Regions from separate parts of the Zea mays genome. Here region 1 is linked to region 2. Evidence: chromatin contacts called from public Hi-C data. All regions are on one chromosome and are shown on one strand. Each heading gives the region's core, a stretch centred on a gene start, on an enhancer-like site or on the middle of the called end of the contact. The rest is flanking DNA. Distances are from core to core; before and after follow the strand shown. Region 1 holds the start of LOC100277994. Region 2 holds the start of LOC100281440.

Region 1 (3,142 bases), core at 357-2,856, 320 kb before region 2:
GGCCCACCGTCGACGCGCTGGCCCAGAGCAGCGTGGCGTTCGAGCGGGCCTTCGTGGAGGCCATGACGAAGATGGGCCGCGTCGGCGTCAAGACGGCCCGGGACCGGCAGGGCAACGTCCGCCGCGACTGTGCCGTGCTCGGCTGATTAATTAATAATACAGACAGGCCTTTCGATGTTTTTATTCAGTTTGCTCCGGACTTTTTAACGTACGTGCGTACGCACGGCGGATTGCCACATGCATGCACTGATACGTATCTATACGTATCGGATCGTGTCGTCTACTACTACAGCTGGGTACGTACGTCACTGGTGAATTGAAGTTTACACGTAGCTAGATTGATTGATTAGGTCCTTTGGCATTGGGAAGGAACGAAACAACCTACCACACTAGTCTCACCTAATACTGATTCTAGCGCGTCCGTATATCTAATCTAACGACTTTATACGCAAAAGAAATGTTATGGATTTATGGCCATCCTAGGACCGATGTACGTTTTAATTAATTTACAAAAGGTTTCGAAAGACATTGGCTAATATATAGCTAGTAGTTTAGAGATGAGCGTAATATATGCCGTGTGCATATACATGTACACGTGGACCGGTCTGGCCCGGCACGGCACAGGCCCACAAAAGCACGGCCCACAAAGGTACGGCCCACAAAAGCACATATCTAATTATGGGCCGTGCCGTGCCAGCACGTGTGCCCAGTCATCGGCCTACGGCACGACCCACAATTAGTTATGTGTGCCAGGCCGGCCCAAATAGCCCAAAATACCTTAATATGCCAGACCGGCCCATATACATACAACAGTAATACATCAACAAAAAGTATAATATATATATATATATATATATATATATATATATATATATATATATATATATATATATATATATATATATGACCAAAATAAAACTAAGATGTTTTGTGGATGCACATTATAAACCTTTGGTCAGAAAGAAAAAAATATTACAACTAGCTCATAAATTCTCTGTTTAGTGTTTAATTGAGTACTATACATCCATACAGAATACATATACAATGATCATCACTATTCACTATCCATATCTAGGTATTGGTTCTCGATGGCTTATTGAAGCTCTAGATTCTCCAAGTTATGCTAGTCATGTGGGCTTTGATGAACCTTAGTTAAATACTGAGTCTATATTTAGTGGGCCTCGGTGGGCCTTAGTTAAATGGGCCGTGCCAGGCCGGCCCGTGGGCTTGACATGAGGTCCAGGCACGGCCCACAATGTGGGCCGTGCCAACCCAGGCCCACAATTAGGTTGGGCCGTGCCAGATATGGGCCGTGCCAGAAATTGTGTGCTTTGGGCCGGCCTATTAGGCACAGCACAAATGTACACCTATACGTGTGCATCATCAGACCTTCAATTCTCGAGACCATAATTCAAAATATGTCCAAACGGTGATGAATCAGAACATCGTTGTGGTCAGTAAGATTAACTTTGCTATATAATATAAATTTTCTTAAATTTTAACAGTGTTTTGTTGCCAAACTGGATTCTGGGTCTGGAAGATCGAGACGCACGTACGTGCACAAGATGGAGCCTATAAATAAACAGTAAGCATCTCAGCCCATGCATTGACCTACTGCCAGCAACGACGATGCCACCCACATCGGTGGACGCCACCGTGGCCACGCCTGCGCTGGAGCCGCCCGCCCGCCGCCGCCCCGCGCAGCTCCCCAACGCAAGCGCCGGCTACGTCGCCGCCACGGCGCGGGGGGCCAAGGCCAAGGCCGTCGCCTCCCGCTACCTCACCCCTCCTTCCAAACCGACCTCCATCTCCAGTTCCTCCCCTGCCAAGTCGCCAGCACCGAAGACGCCCGCCTCCACCGGCGGGAGCGCCACCACGACGACACGGACGCTCGTGGTCGCGTTCCAGACGCCGACCTACTCCATGGAAACCGGCAGGGCAAGCCCCGCCTCCGCGCCGGAACCCCCAAAGAGGTCCGCGCCGCGCGCCAAGGTGTCCGACGCGAGCCAGAACACGTACCGGTGGCCGCCACCGTCTGCGCCGTGCGGCTCCAGGAGCGTGGAGTTCTCCGCCTCGAGCAGGAAGGAGGCTCAAACGATTGCCGCCGCGCCGTCGACGGCGCTCCGCGGGACGCCGCGGCGCGCGTCGGTGGACGGCGCCAACGAGTACCTGCTAGAGCTGTCCTCCGACACGGACAGCGCGTCGTCCGGCGGGGACGGCGGCGCGACCCGACGCAGCGCCGTCGGCTCGGCCCCGCGCCCGTCGCCGAGGGGCGCCATGAGCGCCTCCGCGCGGTTCACGCGCGACGCCACGGGGACCCGCTCCGAACGCTTCGCGTACTACCAGTACCAGGTCATGCCATCGCCGTCACGCGCGCCTGCCTCGTCGACTCCAGCATCGGCGCCAGTGAAGAAGAGGTCACTGTTCACCGGCTTGCTGTCTTCGCCGTTCAGCAGGGCGTCTCTGAAGCAGCCGTCGCCGAGCAAGCCAGTGGCCAGTGCGTTTAGGAGGAGGGGCGCGGACGACTCGTCGTCCCCGCCGGTCCGGCGCTCCACGGAGGTGCCTGCCTCCGCCGGGAACACGCAGGGCAAGGCTTGTCCTACTGGCTGTGGCGTGGACGGTGACGTGAAGCCGAAACTCCTGGCGGCGATCAAGGCCGAGGAGGAGCACCAGCTGAGACTACTCTACACCAGGGAGTCGCAGTGGCGGCTCGTGAATGCGCAGGCTGGAGCTGCCATCTCGTCGCAGACCGCGGGTGCAGAGGTGAGTGGCTGGCCTCCGTTCTGTTCGTATCAGTTGATTCAGTTCAATTCATCATTTGCATTTCGGTAACACAGCAGCTGATGGTTCTAAATGTTTATGACAGAAAAAATTGTGTGGCGCATGGATTTCCATCCTGAGGATGCGCAAATCCGTCGCCATTAGAAAGATGCAGCTCCAGCTGCTTCAAAACAGGTGCAAACTCATGGCGATTCTGAGAGGACACGTACGAAGATCATACGCTGATCCTTTGCTTCCTTTATACAGCTCAATTCTCCATCTGTTCCACAACACTGACAACCCATCTCACTGATAAAACGGACTTCATACTAGCTTGCAAATTAAAATGGCCATGACATGGTTCATGAAGATGCAACTATAA
Region 2 (3,537 bases), core at 572-3,071:
GACCTCGTAAGTCGTAAGCTATGCACGTAATCATTCTTAATATAAAACCAATCTTCGGTTCTTAAAATCATTTTTATCCATCGAATGAATGATAATAAATATAAACTACTTATATTTATAGGTTAATGAATGAATACATGTTTAGTTTAAAATGAATTATATTTTAAACAAAAGAAGTATATTTTTAAAACACCCATGAAGAAGAAGTAGTATTATACTTATGTCCTTCCACCATCCTTAAGTACGGAGTACGTGCATGGCTTGACCAGAAGATGGGAGTTTCCACCACATATATATTGCCTTTTATCAAGAACCAAACAAAGACCTTAATCTTTATAGGACATATTAACTTATGCAAAGACTTATTTAAAGGCATAAATGTTTTGTCTACTAGTTGCTACTACGTCACTTATACGGTAGAAACCCATTTCATTGAAAGCTTCCAATTGATATTAACATTTTCTTCATCATGGTGTACCAACGCAACTTTGGCAATTAAAATGTTCCGATTTTATAATTTCCCCCCACCAAAAGGTATAAGAGCATGTTTGGAAGCCCTCGATTTTTTTTAAAAAAAACTAGTTTTTGAAAACTAAGGTGGTTCCAAACATATCAGTTTATGCCCAGTTTATAGAAACTAGATTCCTAGTTTCTTAAAAACTAAGAAGAGTCTCCCCTGTCTAAAACTAGTTTATGAAAATTGAGGTGGTTCCAAACATCGTTAATCAGTTTTTTTTCATAAACTAGTTTCTAGAAACTAGAGATATAAACTGGATTCTTAAAAACTAGGTCGCTTCTGAACAGGGCCTAAGAAAACTTACATCTAATTACCATAGCAATGCTAAAGACATGTGTCATTAAGACATGTTTCTTTCTATATGAAATATGGACAGATATTTCCCTTTTTAAGAACATAGTTCTGTAGCCACTTACACTCCAAAACTTAATTTGGTTACCATCATGAATACTAAGGGCATGCTTGGAAGCACGTCAGTTTTATAAAAATCAGTTTATATCTCCCGTTTCTAGTTTTTTGATACACAATTACTAACATAGCCTTCATCTATTTTAAAAGTGGTGGCAATAAATGTAATTTTCATGAAACCAACAAGGGCATGATATAATTAAACAAACAAAAGTTGTTTTTAGCAACGGGAGAGTAGCCTCTTGGTTTTAAAAAAAAAATTAGAAACCCGATTTCTATAAACTGAGACGTCAACCGATATGCTTAGAAAGTTAGAACCACTCCACTTTCTATAAACCGGTTTCTTAAAAACAGAGTGCTTCCAAATAGGCCCTAAAATAAGAAAAAGGTTAATGAAGCAGTTTTTAACCTTTGTAGGACCTAAACAAAAGTGTGAATTTCCTATTTTCATTGGACTTTATCAGTGGTTTTATTTTCTAAGTATTATTTGTAAAAAATTGTTGACAAACTCTATATTTACTAATAAGTTTGTAAAGTCACTTAGTAGGTTGTAATTGTAACTCAAATTTTTGGTAAGAACAAGAACAAAGCTCTCCATTTTATCACTGTGTATCTATTCCTATGGTTGTTCGCTTCCAAAAAAGATCTAATTTATTTAGAGAATCATTCAGTACTATAAAAAGATAGCATGTATGTGACAAAAAGGCTGCTAAAAACAAAGCTAATTAAGACTAACCTACCACCATAAGATAAAACATTTTTTAAGACCAAAATGAAACGAAATGCGATGTGGGGTTTGACTGGTGGTTGGACTTTGGTTGTTGCCCCGTGGGCGAGGCGAGACTCACCTCCATGACATGTGGGCCACCCTTACGGTACCCGCGAAACCAACGACCGCCTCCCAAACAAAACGACAAGTAAAAAAAGGAAAAAAAAATAAAGCCCCCGACTCAGAATGGAGGCGGTCGTCGTCGTGGCCGCGGCCGTCGCCGTCGCCGTCCACCCGCTCCGCGCCCCGCCCTCGCGTCCCCGCCTCCAATGCCATTAACCCTACGCGCACGGCGGCTAGTGTTTCGTTCCCTCGTCCTCCTCCCACCCCTGGCCGTGACGATGCCGTCCTGGTGGAAGCGCTCCAAGTCCGCGTTCCACCGCTCGCCCGTCACCCCGTTCTCCTCCGCATCCACGCCGTCCTCTCCCGCGCGGGCGTCCACCTCGTGCGTCCAGCCCGGAGGCCGCGCCGGGAGAAGGGACCTCCTCGCGCCGCCCAAGCTCACCCGCCAGCGAAAGCTGCGCCACGTCGACGACCTCTACGTCGCGCTCGGGGACCTCCGCGTCGACGTCTCCGACAGGTCGTCCTCCTCCTCTCCGCCGCAGCAGAGGCGCCTCGCCACCGCCTCCGAGGCCATCGAGATCCCGGTACCCACCCTCGTCTCCAGGTCCGCCAGCGCCAGGGAGGGCGGCGCGCCGCCGCCCAGGTCCGCGTCCTCGCCCGTCCTCCACCCGCTGCCGCTGCCCTCGCCCAGGCCACCGGATCCGTCCGGGGCCGGGGCCGCCGATGGGTGGTGCGACAGGACGACGCACGCGCCCAGGTGCGGGCCATTTCTTCCTTTTCTTAGAAAAAATCCCCCCTTTTCTTCTTTCGCCCAATTTCATCTGAATTCAAACGGTTGGATATCTGGATGTGAAGCACGGCACGATTTGATTGCCCGGAGACTGTTATGGGGAGTGACATTCACGTGTGTAGAGGAAGTGCTACATTTGCAATTGACACTGTACGATCCTGTAGTTCCAACAATCGGTTGAGATGTTGCTTTCAGCCAGTAGCCGAAAGGCGTTTATGGTTATTCAGGGATTCTTAGCATTTATTGAGATGTGGAAATGTAGGAACGCGGGGGATTGGAACTGTCTCTGTACTAGAATGTTTCAACTGAATTTGAGACAGGATTTCTGGCACTTGACAATTGCTCAAACCGACATCTACTGCTATTGCCCTACAGTTCATCTGTCCTGGACAGAAATCAACAAAAGAGTGGCAAAGTCCTATCACTGTTTCATACCCTACATGAATCGGGCATGGTTTTTGTGGTGGTATATGAACATGTAGGATAGGCTAGGTGGTTTGAGTTAATTACAGGACCATTTCATCATTCATGAACTTTTACGGGAGAAGTGCATTTTTATGCACTAGGTTACTAACTTACTATCATCATGGGTTCATAATGAATCATACAATCAAGAAAGGTTTACATTGGAACATGCAATGTTTTTTTACATGGGAGTGACAAGGTGGATGTGTGACCATAAGGGTGACGAGCCGGATCGTGCAAACTGGGATTGTAAGGGAAAAAAAGGAGGCTGACAGATCCATCACCATTCACTTAACGCAAAACTTCCGGTTTTTTTGTGCTACTGTACTATTGACCATTTATGATGGTGTTTGGTTTTCTACAATTAAATTTAACTCACAAGTGCATAGAGACACTTGTCTGAGGAAAACTAGAGTTGCATCACATGACCACCCTTTTGCTGGCTAGTCCTTTTCCTTTTAATTATAATCCACATTTTTTTGCTCAAAATGGATATATTTATATATAATTGAGCCCAGCTAAAAC

What was found. A called contact is a pair of places that touch in the nucleus more often than the background predicts.
Region 1: a contact with region 2 is called in a Hi-C map of tassel, with 2.2 times the contacts expected there. The contact joins the promoter of LOC100277994 here to the promoter of LOC100281440 in region 2. A contact is called at or near these places in 4 of 25 Hi-C or Micro-C datasets (ear, leaf and tassel).

The regions. Positions count from the first base shown.
Region 1 is chr2:242,198,947-242,202,088 of Zm-B73-REFERENCE-NAM-5.0, reverse strand. It overlaps LOC100277994, which reads left to right and starts at 1,606. Exons shown (of 6, transcript NM_001367302.1): 1 at 1,606-2,763; 2 at 2,867-2,986. The coding sequence starts at 1,630. LOC103648290 reads right to left here. Exons shown (of 5, transcript XM_035965603.1): 5 at 3,067-3,142. It overlaps LOC100216644 (Peroxidase 73), which reads left to right. Exons shown (of 3, transcript NM_001143055.1): 3 at 1-288. The coding sequence ends at 146.
Region 2 is chr2:241,882,604-241,886,140 of Zm-B73-REFERENCE-NAM-5.0, reverse strand. It overlaps LOC100281440, which reads left to right and starts at 1,821. Exons shown (of 11, transcript NM_001154358.2): 1 at 1,821-2,514. The coding sequence starts at 1,964.